Regions from separate parts of the Oryctolagus cuniculus genome. Here region 1 is linked to region 2. A link is a contact called in public Micro-C data. All regions are on one chromosome and are shown on one strand. Each heading gives the region's core, a stretch centred on a gene start, on an enhancer-like site or on the middle of the called end of the contact. The rest is flanking DNA. Distances are from core to core; before and after follow the strand shown. Region 1 holds the start of DENND4A (DENN domain containing 4A). Region 2 holds the start of INTS14 (integrator complex subunit 14).

What was found. Hi-C and Micro-C count contacts between places; a contact is called where the count stands out from the background.
Region 1: a contact with region 2 is called in a Micro-C map of ear pinna, with 4 times the contacts expected there. The contact joins the promoter of DENND4A here to the promoter of INTS14 in region 2. A contact is called at or near these places in 2 of 6 Hi-C or Micro-C datasets (ear pinna and skin fibroblasts).

What each region holds. Positions count from the first base shown.
Region 1 is chr12:88,783,437-88,791,143 of mOryCun1.1, reverse strand. DENND4A (DENN domain containing 4A) reads left to right here and starts at 5,273. Exons shown (of 32, transcript XM_008268877.4): 1 at 5,273-5,563. LOC138844705 (a long non-coding RNA gene) reads right to left here and starts at 5,146. Exons shown (of 2, transcript XR_011380940.1): 1 at 4,846-5,146; 2 at 3,988-4,185. It overlaps LOC138844706 (a long non-coding RNA gene), which reads left to right. Exons shown (of 3, transcript XR_011380941.1): 3 at 3,758-3,958.
Region 2 is chr12:88,611,067-88,618,262 of mOryCun1.1, reverse strand. It overlaps INTS14 (integrator complex subunit 14), which reads left to right and starts at 5,249. Exons shown (of 12, transcript XM_002717934.5): 1 at 5,249-5,617. It overlaps SLC24A1 (solute carrier family 24 member 1), which reads right to left and starts at 5,108. Exons shown (of 10, transcript XM_070054388.1): 1 at 4,546-5,108.

The DNA of each region.
Region 1 (7,707 bases), core at 4,024-6,523, 170 kb before region 2:
AGATCCAGCTGTTGTGGGCAGGTGGGGGAGTAAATCAGTGGATGAATCTCTCTCTGTCCGTGTTTGTCTCTCTGCCTTTCAAACAAATAATAAAAATTTTGAAAAAAAAGAAAGCCAAATAGAGTTTTAGATGTAAAAGATGACATAATCTCAGAAAGGGCATGGGGATGAAACTTAGAAGCCACATTTTTTTCTGTCTGACTCAAGTATTCATTGTTGGAATCCCTTGCCCAAATCACACTTAGGGTTTAAGTTTAACTGTGACTACAGTGACACATGCCTGGATGTATTGAGTACCTGATATGACTGGTAAAGGCATTGAAATACTTAAAGAGACTTTCTGAGTGCACAAATACTGCTTTTTGGTTTTCTACTGCTTAAAAATTTTTAGAAAGATTTATTTTATTTATTTAAAAGGCAGAGTGACAGAGAAAGGAGAGCCAGAGGGAGATCTTCCATCTGCTGGTTCACTTCCCGAATGGTTACAACAGCCAGAGCTGGGCCAGGCTGAAACCAGTAGCCTGGAACTCCATATGGGTCCGCCATGAGGGTAGCAGGGGTCCAAGTCTGCTGATCCAGGAGCTGGATTGGAAACGGAGCAACTGGGACTCGAACGGCACTCCAGTATGGGATGTGATGTCATAGACAGTTTAATCCTGTGCCTCAATGTCAGCCTCTACTGCTTTAATTTTTTTTTTTACTTCATTTATTTGAGAGACTGAGAGTTCTCTCATCTGATGGTTCCCTCCCTAAATGTCTGCAATAGCCAGGGCTAGGCTGGGCTGGATCCAGGAGCTGGGATCACAAATCAGATATTTTATATGGCTGGCAGGAACCCAATTACTTGAGCCATTTCACTGCCTTCCACAGTCAGCATAAGCCAGAAGTTGGAGCGAGAAGCCAGGATCAGGAATTGACCCCAAGTCCTCCTTTGAGGCACAGAGGCACAATTTAACCACGAGGTGAAAGACCCGCCCCTTTCTGTTTTCATACTGTTGGTTCAGAAATCATTTCCTTTGGTTAAAAAGAGAACATTTCAAAACTTTTCAGCTTTTGAAACATTTTAGAGTCTCTGGCTGTAAACTGTGTAACTCTGTGTCTATAATGTTTTGATATTCTGTAGTAGACATGAAAATATTCACTTGTTATGGCCAACTAAGAATGCTTTTTGCTACTAGTCAAATTTCGAGCTATGCCAAGCTACTCTGGAGGAATTGACTGGATAGGTCTAGCAACATTTAAGACCAATGAGAAGCTACATTTGTTGTCAATGGGGGAAAGAATGAGAGGTTCCTGATTGAACATTAAAGAAAAAATTTTACAGCTTTATTGAAGTTTAATTGACATAGAGAGGACTACACATATTTGGAGTGTGCACCTTGATAAGTCTGACATATGTATATACCAGTGAGCCCATCACCACAATCAAAGTGAATATTTCCATCAGCCCCCAAAATTTCCTTGTGTCCTTTATACTATGATCCCCTCTTGCAATCACTTGGTGGTCATGTTCTATCACTGGAGATAAAACACTGGATGATGCTGGCAACAGGAAGGAGCAGATATTTAGCTTTTGGTTTAATGGAGTTAAAGTGCTACATCCAGGATGTGCTTTTTCAAACAGCGCCTTGAGGTCAAAATCTTGGTCTTGGGCCAGGTGTTTGCCACAGTGGCTGCTGCCGCTTGGGATGCCTGCATCCCATAGTAGACTACCTGGTTCCTAATTCCACTCCTCTAGTTCCAGCTTCCTGCTAATGTGCACCCTGGAAGGCATTCAGTGATGGCTCAAGTACTTGGGACCCTGCCACCCACATGAACAACTTATATTGAGTTCCTGGCTTTGCAAGGCCCAGCCCTGGCTGCTGTGGGCATTTGGGGAATGAACAGCAGATAGAAGCACGCTCTCTCTTTCTCTGCCTTTCAAATAAAATAAAAATTTTAAATTTTTAAAAAAATCTTGATCTTTTGAACTTCAACACTTTACTTTATAGAATGCTTGGGTTTTGGAAATGTGGCAGAATCTTGCTTCCTTTTCTGTCCTTTTCAAAGAATGATTTTGAAATTAAATGTATGCAGGGCTGGAGTTATTTATTCGTTAATGAAAATTAATAGCATTAATTTATAGCAGTTGCACATAATAGGAGGAGCGGGTTGTTTTCTGGGTCATTATGCACCACTCACAAGGCCACAGAGTGTGTGTGATGGGTATGCAACAGTTCTTCAGTGCTAAAAATGAACTGCCCCTGTATTAATACTCCTCACTAGTCCTAAGGTAGCCATCTGAGCTGGAAACATACACTAATTCTTTTTTCTTGTGTGGTGGTGGTTTCTAAACTGATGCATTGAACCCTCCAGTTGGAGCCAATAATCCCACTGATCATGAAGCTTGGGTGCCGTTTCTGGGGGATGAGGAGAAAAATCTCACTAAATAACCTCCCCACCATCACCAAAAAACCAAAACAAATAAGCAAAAAACCTGTCTTAGAAAGTAGACTAGTAGGTGGCAGCAGCTCAAGGTGGGAGACAACAAGGAATGAGTGTTTCAAGGGTACAGTTTCAGTTTGGGATGATAAAAAGTTCTAGAAATGGATAGGGGTGACAGCTGCACACAATGTGAGCATACTTAACATCATTAAACTCTACACTGGAAAAGATTAAAATGAGGGGCCGGCGCTGTGGTGTTGTAGGTTAATCCTCCACCTGCAGTGCTGGCATCCCATATGGGCACCGGTTCTAGTTCCGGCTGCTTTTCTTCCAATCCGGCTCTCTGCTACGGCCTGCGAAAGCAGTAGAAAATGGCCCAAGTGCTTGGCTCTCTTCACCCATGTGGGAGACCTGGAAGAAGCTCCTGGCTCCTGAAGAATCTCCAGCCATTGTGGCCATTTGGGGAGTGAATCCGTGGACGGAAGACATTTCTGTCTCTCCCTCTCACTATCTGTAACTTACCTCTCAAATAAATAAATAAAATCTTTAAAAAATTAAAATGATAAATTTCATGCTGTGTATTTTACAACAGAAATTTAAAAATTCATGCTTTGATAACCAGCAGATCTTATTAAAGATGCAAAGTTGAGCAGTTGAAAATACACTTGGAACCATAGCATGAAAAATTTACATTTATGAGGTAGGTGTTGTGGTGCCGTGGGTTACACTGGGCGTAGGATGACTGCACCCTATATAGGAAGTTGGTTAGAGACTCCTCTGCTTCCAATCTAGCTTCCTACTAATGCACCTGGGAAGGCAACAGATGGTGGTGGCCCAAGTGCTTGGGTCCCCACCATGCCTGTGGAAGACCCTGATGGAGTGCCTTTCTCCTGGCTTCTGCCTGGCCCAACCCAGCTGTTGTGGGCATTTGGGGGAGTGAAGCAGTGGATGGAAGATCTCTGTCTCTGTAACCCTGCCTTTCAAATAAATAAATAAATATATTTTTTAAATTACAGTATCTAACAATTTTCAATGAAAATAGTGTTTTCTGTACATGAAATGTGATGCTTACTTTAACAACCAGGAAAATGAAGATCAGAGGATGTAGTTTGGCTGATTTAGTGTTAAGGAAGCTCAACTCAAGTTTTTCTTTTTTTTTTTTTTCTTTAAAAGCAGTTTCTTGGCCCACATTTTGCCTGAAATACAAATATAGATGTCATACTGCAAACCTCACTCATCCCAACTCCTGTGCCTAACAGCCACTCCTTACTCAAAATCCTTCCTTCCGATTGCAATGAGAGTAAAACTCAATCTTGTTTCTCTGTCTTCCTAGGCCCTCAGCACCTCCAGTCTCATTCAAGACTCCTCCTGGAGAAACCGATTTCCCTAGCACCAAGGACTCCACTCAGCTCCCACAGCCAAGCTCTCGCCTGCTGCAGGACCTTTGCACAGTCTGTCCCTCGGCCTTACGCAATTCCCCAGAGCCTTCTACATCTGATCACTCTGGTTTTTAAAGCCATCTTGTTATTTGTTATTTGCTGTCCCAGGATTCCTTTCATAACGCTTTTTTTAAAAAAGATTTTATTTATTTATTTTAGAGGTAGAGTTACAGACAGTGAGAGGGAGACAGAAAGGTCTTCCATCCGCTGGTTCATTCCCCAAATGGCCAGGAGCTTCTTCCGGGTCTCCCACGCAGGTGCAGGGGCCCAAGGCCTTGGGCCATCTTCTACTGCTTTCCCAGGTGCGTTAGCAGGGAGCTGGCTAGAATAGGAGCAGCTGGGACTCGAACCGATGTCCATATGGGATGCCGGCGCCTCAGGCGGAGGGTTAACCCACTGCCCCACAGCGCCGGTCCTCTTTCATAACTTTTAAGGCGTGTTTTCCCTCAAAATAGGATGACATATTTATTGTCCTTTTTCTCCCACTAAACTGTAGCTCCCTGAAGGCAGATTTTTTTGTGTTTCCCTCACCACCAGTGTCCCTTCATTTCAACGACTGTTGATTGACAATTGAATACGATGCATGAAGTGGAGTTAGTAAAAGGGATGGGTGCCTATTCGTGCAGGTTGGGAACCCTAACTCGAAACCTGGGCGTTTTAAGGGGCCTGTTTCTTCTGTCCATGGTCCAGGGAGTAGTATCTAACACTGAGTACTTTCAGGCACGATGCTGAGTACCTCATATGTACCACAGAACTTATCCCTCGGAGCAACCGTGGGAGGTCATCAACCTTTATGATCCTCATCTTCCAGAGGCAGCCTGCCAACAGCCACTAATGGTGGAGCCATATCCAGTTAACCAATGTAATCGGCACCCCCCGCCGCCGCCTCCGCCGCCAATAGGTATTTTATCAACGTACTTTTTAGAGAACCCCCGTGAATTCCCCGGGTCACCAGACCGTCTATCTCGAGACGGAAACCTACCAGGAGGCTGCTAACCCCTCGGGGGCTTTCCTGGTGAACCTGCACGCCCTCGGTGAGGGAGCCGCGGTTCAGAGCGCCGCGCTGGGCTCGGGCTGGGCTGAGGACTCCCGGCAGAGGCAGGGAGGAAGAAACAGGTCATTCGGCGAGGCCTGGATCCCCGTGCCTCGGGTGGTGAAAGGGGAAGGGAGAGTACGCCTCGCCCACGCCTGCCTGGGGCTCGGGATCTCCCGACCTGAGGTGGGGAACCACGGTGCATTTCCCCAACTATCCCACACGTCACGAGAGACCTCGGCTCAGCCCCGCCCACTTTCCCCGCCCAGTTTCAGGGCCGGCGCTAGGACCCCACGTCCCTCAACCAGGCCCTCCCGCCGGCCCCTCGGGTCAGGTCGGCTTGCAATTGGAGCCTGCGAGCTCGGTTCCCGCCCCCGCCTCCTCCGTCACTGCCAAGATGGCGCCGCTCGCGGCGGCCGCCGCGGCTGGAGCTGAGGAAGGAGGCGGAGGCAGCCGCGGCCGCGAGGGGAGGGGGAGTCCCGTCTGACTGAGACGGCAGGCCTGGGCGGGCGGGGGTGCCTCGCAGGGCGGAGCGCCGGGCTGGGGATGAGCTAAGCGGGCTTAACGCCGAGGCATTGAGCCCCTCGTGTCCCGCCGCCGCGCGTGAGGGGGATCGGGCGCCGCTCTCCAAGCGCGACTCACTGGCCGCCCGGGAGCCAGCAGGGAGGTGAGTGCGGGGGCGACGACGACACGCGGGCTAGCGGCGGCGTGGGGAGCTGTCACGGCCCCGGGAGGTGACAGCCAGAGGCGCGGGGAGCGGGGCGGCCGGGCTCGGGCTGGCGGCGCGGACGGCCGCGACCTCCGCCCGGGGCTTCCTCGGAGCCCGGCGGTCCTCCGCGGGTCGGGTCCGCGCCGGCACGGAGCGGCGTTGCTGCGAGGCGCGCCCGCCCCGGGCGCCGAGCGCGCGGGGGGCTCCGGTGTTTGCCTTCCAGATCTCCTTTTCGGGCTGGCCTGGGGCGCTCGTTGTTTGGGGGTGGGGGCGAGGGCGGGGAGGGGGAGGTCCTGGAGCCCGGTTTTGACAAGCCCGTTACGTAAGTCGGAGGTGGCTTCCCGGAATCCCACCTGCTCGGTATTTTAAACAGGCGGCGGGGGCGGGGAGCGCGGGACGCCCCGAGGCCGCTTTCTGCGCTCCTCGGCCCGCGGGCGCTAGTTCTACGGGGGCCCGGCCGGCGTCCGGTTTTTATTTTTTTTTTCCAGTCTTTATTTTTGGGGGATGGAGAAGAAGGGGGAAGGAGAACGATTTCTGATTGCCACCATTCCCTTCCCTTTGAAGTTTGCGCTTTCTGGATGGGGAAGAGAAAATTTAAAAAAAAAAAAGGCTTGTGACCTAAAATTGGGTCGCAGCGACAGCTTTTCATTATCGTGCTTTTAAATGACAGATGTGCCGGGAGATTTTTGTTGTTGTTCCAGTGTGCTTTTAACTGCAACGTATGGTTATGCCTGGAGCCTTAGAGAGAGGTTTTGTCTTACAGGACAGTTATTTCTTGTTTGCAACAGCGAGACAGGCATCCGTCAACAGGCATGTGTTTATTTGAGGAGAAAACGCGTGTCAGCCAGCTAGAGACCGGAGAGGGCAGAAATTGTACTGCTCTGTGAATCTGCTATTCTTTAGCATGTAGTACATACATTAATGAAAAGAATAGCCCAAGTGGAAAAGAACCAATCTCACTGGATTGCAGGCTGTTGTTTGGCTTGCATACGGTCTCGTTCTGTGTTCTGCTTACCCTGATCTGCCTCTCCCCTCCTTGAGGGAAGCAGGTGGAGACACCTGTAAACAGGGAAGCCCAGGTTACCCTAATCTATTGAAGTACATTGGAGATGATTGCAGAGTATTCCCTGGGGATCCGCGATGGGCTACTAAGTAAGGACTCTTGGGCAAGTTATTCCGTTTATGTTTACAGCAGCCCCAGGACTCAGGTCCCGAAAACTTAAGTGTATAGAATTTCTGAGCTATTTGAACCTTGTTTGAACTTAAAATAATTATAAGATTGTATTTGGTTTCTTTTATGGGAATTTTGTTTTGATTTGGGCATCAGTGAACATTTTGGCAAAGTTTTTACTTCATTTTCACAATGTCTGTTTGAACCACAGTTCTCGGTAAGAGACCAGAGTAGCATGTATCGTCATCATTGTATCTAGTATATATCACAGAATTCTCTTTTTCTGAGTGATTAGATATAGACCTACTTCACTATGGCATTAGTAAGCATGTGCTTATTAGGAACGTAAATTGATCTTGACTCCAGCCCAATATTTGGGAGTAAATATGAGCAAATTTTGGCCTGAATTCTAAACTTGCATACACAAATTTACGTTTTTGAAAAATGATGAAGCAATATGACTTTTCTGTTTGTACTGAGTGTCAGGAAGCTGATGCAGATTTGTTTTCAGTCTTTTCACGTGAACTACCATTGGTTTAAAGACTTATTGATTCTTAAGTTCCTGGAACTATTGTCCTGTTTTGGGCAACTTGAATAATATTTGGTATAATTGGGAGGTTATAAGAAGAAGACAGAGTACGTGGCATTTATTATTCATTCAAAAAATGATGAAAATGGCAGAGTGGTAGACAGAAACTCACTGTTTTCCCATTGAGGGACCTTAGTTACATTGTCTTTTGTTTGCAGTTTCTCTGAGCATTCCACTTACTGTGAAAACCTAGTTTAACCCCTGTACAGATTGAGACATTTTGTATATTACCAGTCTTGTTCTATTCCTATTTAAAGTGATGGTTCTTTGTGGTAAGTGGAAAACAAAGTGGCTCTACCAGGAAAGTTGCCTTGCTATTCTTGCTTGCTTGGCTATCAGAAA
Region 2 (7,196 bases), core at 4,000-6,499:
TTCAAATAAAAAAAATCTTTAAAAAAAAAAGGAAAAAATTGAATTAAAAGCTTGCTTTGTTTATTTTTAAGTAAAGTTTACTTTTTTAAAGAATTATTTATTTGAAAGGCACAACTACAGAGAAAGAGGGAAAGAGAGATCTTCCATCTGCTGGTTCACTCTCCAAATGGCCACAATGGCCGGGGGTGGGCCAGGCCAAAGTCAAGAGCCTGGAATTCCATCCAAGTCTCCCACATGTGTGGCAGGGGCCCAAGGACTTGAACCATCTTCCACTGCTTTCTCGGGCAGTGGAAGAGCTGGATCAGAAGTGGAGCAGCTGGGACTCAAACTGGTGCCTACATGGAAATCCTGATGTTAGAATCACCATATTACCATACCACCAGCCCCATAAAGTTTATTTTGGTGCAAAGTATTTTTGAAATCCACACATAGCTTTTTTTTTTTTTTTTTTTTTTTTGACAGGCAGAGTGGACAGTGAGAGAGAGAGACAGAGAGAAAGGTCTTCCTTTTGCCGTTGGTTCACCCTCCAATGGCCGCCGCGGCCGGCGCGCTGCGGCCAGCGCACCGCGCTGATCCAATGGCAGGAGCCAGGAGCCAGGTGCTTTTCCTGGTCTCCCATGGGGTGCAGGGCCCAAGCACCTGGGCCATCCTCCACTGCACTCCCTGGCCACAGCAGAGAGCTGGCCTGGAAGAGGGGCAACCGGGACAGAATCCGGCGCCCCAACCGGGACTAGAACCCGGTGTGCCAGCGCCACTAGGTGGAGGATTAGCCTAGTGAGCCGCGGCGCCGGCCCACACATAGCTTTTTAATACGACAGATTTTCATGAAGTTTTTGAAGACCCCTCATGTACAGTACACACACATAAATATGTAGACAAAATTCTGCAAGGATTATGCAGGAGCTGTACTTCTGTCACCCATACATGAATAAAAACAGGAGCAAAAACAAGCAACTCACTCTCAGGCACTTCAGCTCTCCAAGCCAACAGCTTGGAGAACAATACTTGAGGCAAGGAGATATGAACAGTTGATCCTAGGAAAGGAAGCACTTATTTTTCACTATTTTGAAACTCTGAATTTTTCTCTCCATAGACTTGAATTACTTCTATGATGTAAGAAATCTCATTTTGTTGTAATTTGCTCTATCTGATTTTTCTTCTCTTTTTAAGATTATTTATCTGAAAGGCAGTTATGAGGGTACGGAGAGGGTATCTTCCATCCATCCATTGGTTTTCCCAGCTGAAGCCAGAGTTGGAATTCCATCAGGGTCTCCCACATGAGTGGCAGGGTCCCAAGTACTTAGGCCACCCTCCACTGCCTTCCCACACTCATTTGCAGGAAGCTGGATCAGAAGCAGAGCAGCTGGGATTTGAATCAGCACTCCTATATGGGATGCTGCTAGTGCAAGTGGCAATTTAATCCACTGCACCATAACGCCGGCCCCATATACTTGCTTTTTCACTGAAACATGCCACGGAGGTTTTAACAGAGCGAGTGGTGAGCTGGGCAAGGTAAGTGGGAGACCAGGTCATGGGGGGGACTTTTAAAATGTAGACGTTATAACATTTTTCAAAAGAGACAGTATCCCTAATAAAGGAGTGCCACTTAAGTTTCTTCGAGAAAGTTCTTTCCACCAAATGTATTCTGTTTTCCCCTTTGACTTCACTTCTAATAACCTCCCCTCCTCCCCAAGCCCCTGTCTTCTCTCCACAAACGCACACCCAGCATCACATGATAGAGCCCGGGGACCCATGGTGGATAAGGCTCACCCTGATTCACAGAGCAGAGGCAAAGTTAATTGGAATTGGAAATGTTTAAAAGCTTTTCTTTGTTCAGTGAGTCTTTTCATTATTTTAGAATAGAGAGAAGCTTTGTAGTTTTCTCAAACGCTCTGGAAAAGACTGAAAGAGGATTGAGAGCAATTAAAAAGAAAAGGGCCACAGTTTCTTCATCAAATGCATTGCAAGGGGAAAGAGACATGGAGGGAGAAGCCTAGAGACTAAAGGGGCTTCAGAGGTTTACCTCTGATCGCAGTGTCTGGGTCTTATCTGGATCCTGATTCAAATACTCCAAGTGTAAATACTCCAAGTGTAAATACTCCAAGTGTAAAGAAGTCACATTCACCATGTTTATGAGACAACTGGATGTCTGAAAGCTAACCAAATTCTTTTAAAAAATGCTTATTGATTTTTATTTATTTCAAAGGCATAGTGACAGAAAAGGAGACATATCTTACATCTACTGGTTCACTCCGCAAATGCCAGCAACAGCCAGGGCTGGGCTAAGCTGAAGCCAGGATCCAGGGGCTCCATCCAGGTCTCCTAAATAGCTGGCAGGGGCCTAAGCACTTGAGCCGTCATCTGCAGCCTCCCAGGTGATTAGCAGGGAGCGGGTCAGAAGAAATGGAGTCAGGACTAGAACCCAGGCCTTCCACAATGGGATGTCCGTGCCCAAGTGGCAGCTTAATTCACTGTGCCACAACGCCTGCTCCTTGACTACATTTTGATGACATTAAGGATGTATATTAATTATTTTAAATTTGATAATGGTATTATAATTTAAAAAATTTATTTATGTATTTGAAAGGCAGAGTTACAGAGGGTGAGAGAGGGAGAGATCTTCCAGCAGCGGGTTCACTCCCCAGATGGCAGGGAGCTGGATCGGATATGGAGCAGCTAGGACTCAAACCAGGGTCCATATGGGATGCTGGGATCACAGATGGCAGCACTGCCTTCTATATCAGGGGCTGGTCCCTGTAGTTAATTTTTTTTAATAAGTTCTTCTCTTTTGAGATACATCCTGCAATATTTACACTATCTGGAATCTGTACTGGGGAGAAGTGAATAGGGATGTGACTGAAACAAGACCGAGGGTTGAACTGGCAGTGGAAGCTGGGGACTTACTAAAGCATTGCCCTTTAACTTTGTGTATATTGGAAAATTTCCATAATAGGATTTTTTCAGAAGAGAAAGGTCATAGCCATAATTTCCCAGGTCTTCTACTTTGGTGCACATGATGGAATGTGAGGGAGAAAGGGTGGGGGGAAAAGAGAGAGCCCGGAGCGTGGAAGAATGATATGGGAGCAGACTTGGTCCAGGCTAGAGGGGGCGGCAGCAAGGTGATGAGAGAGGGACAGCACAGGAGAGAGAGAGGGGAGGAAACATGAAAAAAAAAAAAAAGAGAGAGAGAGATGTGGCCCACTGCTTCCTCCTCCCAAGCCCCATCTTATTCTACTTTTTCTTCATTTCTCCTTAACCTTCATCTCTGTAGAGGCCAAGTCATCTTGGGAACTGAACAACAAAGCTTCTCAGAAGTGCAGTTCAGGCAGCGGGCCCTGAGGAACCTGTACTTTCAACACAGGCCCTCGGAGAATCAGAGGTCAGGACCTCCCTTGAGCCTCAGCACCAAGCCCCTGGGAGTAGCGGGAGTAGCGTGGGATTTGTGACTAACCTTTACTCTGCCAGACTGGGGATCAAACCGCTGTGCCTTCCAAAGCCTCTGTGACAGCACTTCCCTATCTCAAGGCAGACGAAAAAAAATATAAAGGGGATGGGAGATTATGCCAAAGAAGCTGTTATTGATTTCCTTTAATGTGTGTGGAAATGCTAATGTTGAGGGTCTCCTGAGTCGGGAAAAGAAATCCATCAGCCAGCCATGGCTTGAAAGACATCTCCTTTAAGCCCTTCTAACTCTTTGTGCTGATGTGCTTTGATTTGATATGCACTGAACAATCTTCTGATTTTTTAATTGGATCCCACTAAGGAGGGAAACAAATCAAAACTCTTACCAGTTGCTCTGAGTGCCACGGAACTCTTGGTAGCTCCACGTTCCATCATCAATTTTAATAAATAGATCTTTTGATTTCCAAGTCTCCCAAAAGCCCATTCTTGAGGAGAACTGGGTCGCCAAGACCTGATCACGTCTCAGCAAACAAATAAACTTCAGCTTTAGAACCAGGTAAGATCCTGGCGCTGAGCTGGACCCACCAGGAGAACCAGAAGCCCTCTGGCTGAGTCAGCCTCACATGAGGTAGGGAGGACACCCCTACCCACACAGTCTTGGCCCCAAGCCCCTAACAGGGAAAGAACAGAAATCGGGAGGAAGCAATCAGACCGCAGCCCTACTTACCCAGAGCCCCACGCCTGCTCAGGCACAGCACCGTCTTAAGATGGTCGAGACCAGCCAGGCTGGGGCAAGTTTGGAAGCCAACCGGTACCCTAGGCCCTGATGCTGGCAAGGCTAACCCCAGGGACTGACGTGTCTTTCTCAGCCACCTCTGCTCTCACCAGGAGACAGGAAGGGACTACAAGGCCCTGGACCCACGCTCTCCCTCAGAACAGGCTGCGACATGGCAGACACACTTGGCTGCTCAAAGCATCCTCCCGCCTGGTCCCACCCCCTATGTCGCCCCATCCCGCCCACCGAAAGGCCAATGCCTTAGGTTTTCTGGAGACCTTTCTGTTCCCACTTGGAGCATATGTGGTACAGCATTGTTCTTTGACCCGTAACTGCCCGGGAGCTGGTTGGCACCCGTTCAAGCCTACCTCTGGCTGGCACTGCGGGCTCCCCACGTCGCTTCTTCGAGGAGCTCACTAGACACAGGCTGCAGTTGCAAGCGTCAGCTGGCCAAAGGCAGGCGCGGGCCCACCAGGGGCAGACCCCTCAGCCATGGGGGAACCGACCGAACCTTCCCTGGGCTTCCCTCCCAGTAGGGGCAGGGAGGTAAGGTGAACATGGAGGCTGCAGAGACCAAGAGGTCACGTCTGGGTTCAAGTCGGCTAAGGAAAACACACCGTGCTTCTGTGGGCGCCCTCCTACGACAAAAATGACCGGGTTTTTTTGTTTGTTTTCTAAGAGCCAGAGGAAGATTCTGTCGCCTGCTTGAGGACCTGAGGGAGGAGTATGCAGGGTGGCCAGGAGCAGTGAGGGTTAGGTTGGGCCTGGGTTAGTGAAGGGACGGAAGTGTGAATTGGTTACACAGTCCCGGGACAGCAGAGAGGCCCCATGGGTCAAGGAGGGAGAGGGCCCGAGGCGAACGAGAAGAGCCTGGGGATGGGGAGAGGGGCGGCCGGGGACAGACCCAGCCGGAGCTGCGCAGAGCTGAGGGCTCGTGGGGAGGAGCAGCGGGATGGTCTCGGGCTGGCCCCAGCGGAGAGACGCGCCCCCTAGCGTCCCTGCCGAGCCACACAGCCCGGCTTCGGGCAGTCGCCGAAGCCCCGCCCAGCCCCGCGCTCGGTGCGGGCGCCCGGCTCGCTTTTGTCGCGCGGCCCTATAGTTCCGGCTGTGGCGCGCGCACGGAAAGTTTAGGCAGACGGACTGTGACCTGCGATGGGCTTGCGGGGGGAGAGGGAGACCGGGGGCCGGCGGCTGTCTTTCGCTGCTGGCTGGGGCTACGCTTGAAGGAGTTAGGGGCGAAGAAGGAGGCAGGGCCAGCGCCCGGCCTTCTCGCCGCCCGGGGGCTGCCCCGCGCCGTCTCTGAGGCGCCAGTTCCGGGGCCCTGCGCCCGGCCTCCCAGCGCTCGTGCGACCCGGGGTCCTCAGCGCCGCGGACCCGGCACGGTTTCGCCTCTTCTGCCCGTGGAAGATTTCCAGATCTCGAAATTGTTTGATTTCTAAGGTAAACGTGTTCCCCAGATGCGTTCCGCACGTGGGAATTCTGTCTCTAGGGTGAGCAGCTAGAGGTGGAGTTGTAGCTGGGAACTCGGGAGGGACCCCAAGTCCGGCTGACAGGAACGCCGCGGAATAGGCGGGGACCCTCGGAGAGCGGACTGCCCAGGACCGGTGCTTTGGGGAGGGGCTCGTTCTCAGGCAGGGGGTTCTAAATGGGTAGCAGAAGGGGACTTGGCATCTAAGGCCAAATCGGATAGGCGAGGGTCTCTTCCCAGGAGAAAGACAACACCGAGTTGGAAGCTACTCGCAGCAAAGGTGTGGGTGTGGGGTGCACTGGGGACTGCAAAGGTTAGGATCAGCCCAGGTGACGAGGACATCGCTAGACCGGTGGGCAGCGATTTGGGGGGTGGTGGTGGTGGTTATTTTTTATTTTTTTAAGTCAGGCCTAGCCTGCCTGAGTGGATCATTGTTCAGGAACATTCAACTCCTCCTTTAGCTTCTGTGCTGCTTACAACCAACCTGAATACTAAATTAATTGGCTTCCCACGACTTGGCCACGGCGAAAAGTGTGCTTAGAGTGAAGGCAAGTGCATCAGTCAGGAGAAAAAGCCAGCCCCAAAGGCGCCTTCAGAGAAGGTGAGGCTGGCAGCCGTGGTCACCCATCCCAGTGTTACAGCAGATTTCATGGGCCAGGAGTGTTTTTGTTTTTGTTTTTTAAATGCTTGATCCAAGTCTGTGTCCGCTATTTCCCATTCTCCAAAGAGGTGATGGCTGTACATCCCATGATCCCCAACCCTGAAGACACAAGTCCTTCGTGCTTGAATGGCACTGCCATAGGAACTGGGTGACTTGATCTGGGCATGGGTGTAGGAGTCCCTGGGATCTCAGCTTGAATCAGCAGGATATGTGTAGCGGGTGTTCAGAGTTAAGATGTGTAGTGTGATTTGCTGAAGAATTGTTCCATGTATTGATAGTAGTGCAGTAGTCATTATCAAATATTTGTTGAGAACCAACGTGTGCTGGTTACTATAGTAAGTCCAGTCGGCAAAATCTGACCTAGTCCCTGCCCTAGGTGAGCTTGTGGTCCATTGTAGTGTAGTAGAACCAGTGTTGTCCAGGACCTCACTTCTTGAGTAACAGAAGTGAACAAAATAGTACCAAGTTGATACACCTAAACTCCGGGAAACCCACAAGCCCTCAGAACTTCCAAACTTACTTTGGACAGCTTGTCACCTGGTTTTCTGAAAGCCCACAACAGTCAAAATGCTGCAAATAAGAATGATCACAGATAAAAATGGAGTGCAGACTAACCTCTAAAAATTCTATAGAGACAGCACCAAAGCAGCACGACAGCCTCTGGATCCTTCGAGTGTGGGAGGAGTGATCTGCCCCCCAGTTGAGGAATTGCTGGTATGAAGTGCAACATCAGGGCATCAGTTTGCTGGGTAGTGTTGGTGTTTAGAGTGATGTTCCTAAGTCATCCTCTTAGGATGACTTAGGTTTAGCACACACTGTTCAGTGAGGCAGAGAAAAGGGGTACATATTTTAATTTTTTCCCACCACAATGGTGAAATGTTTTACAATTC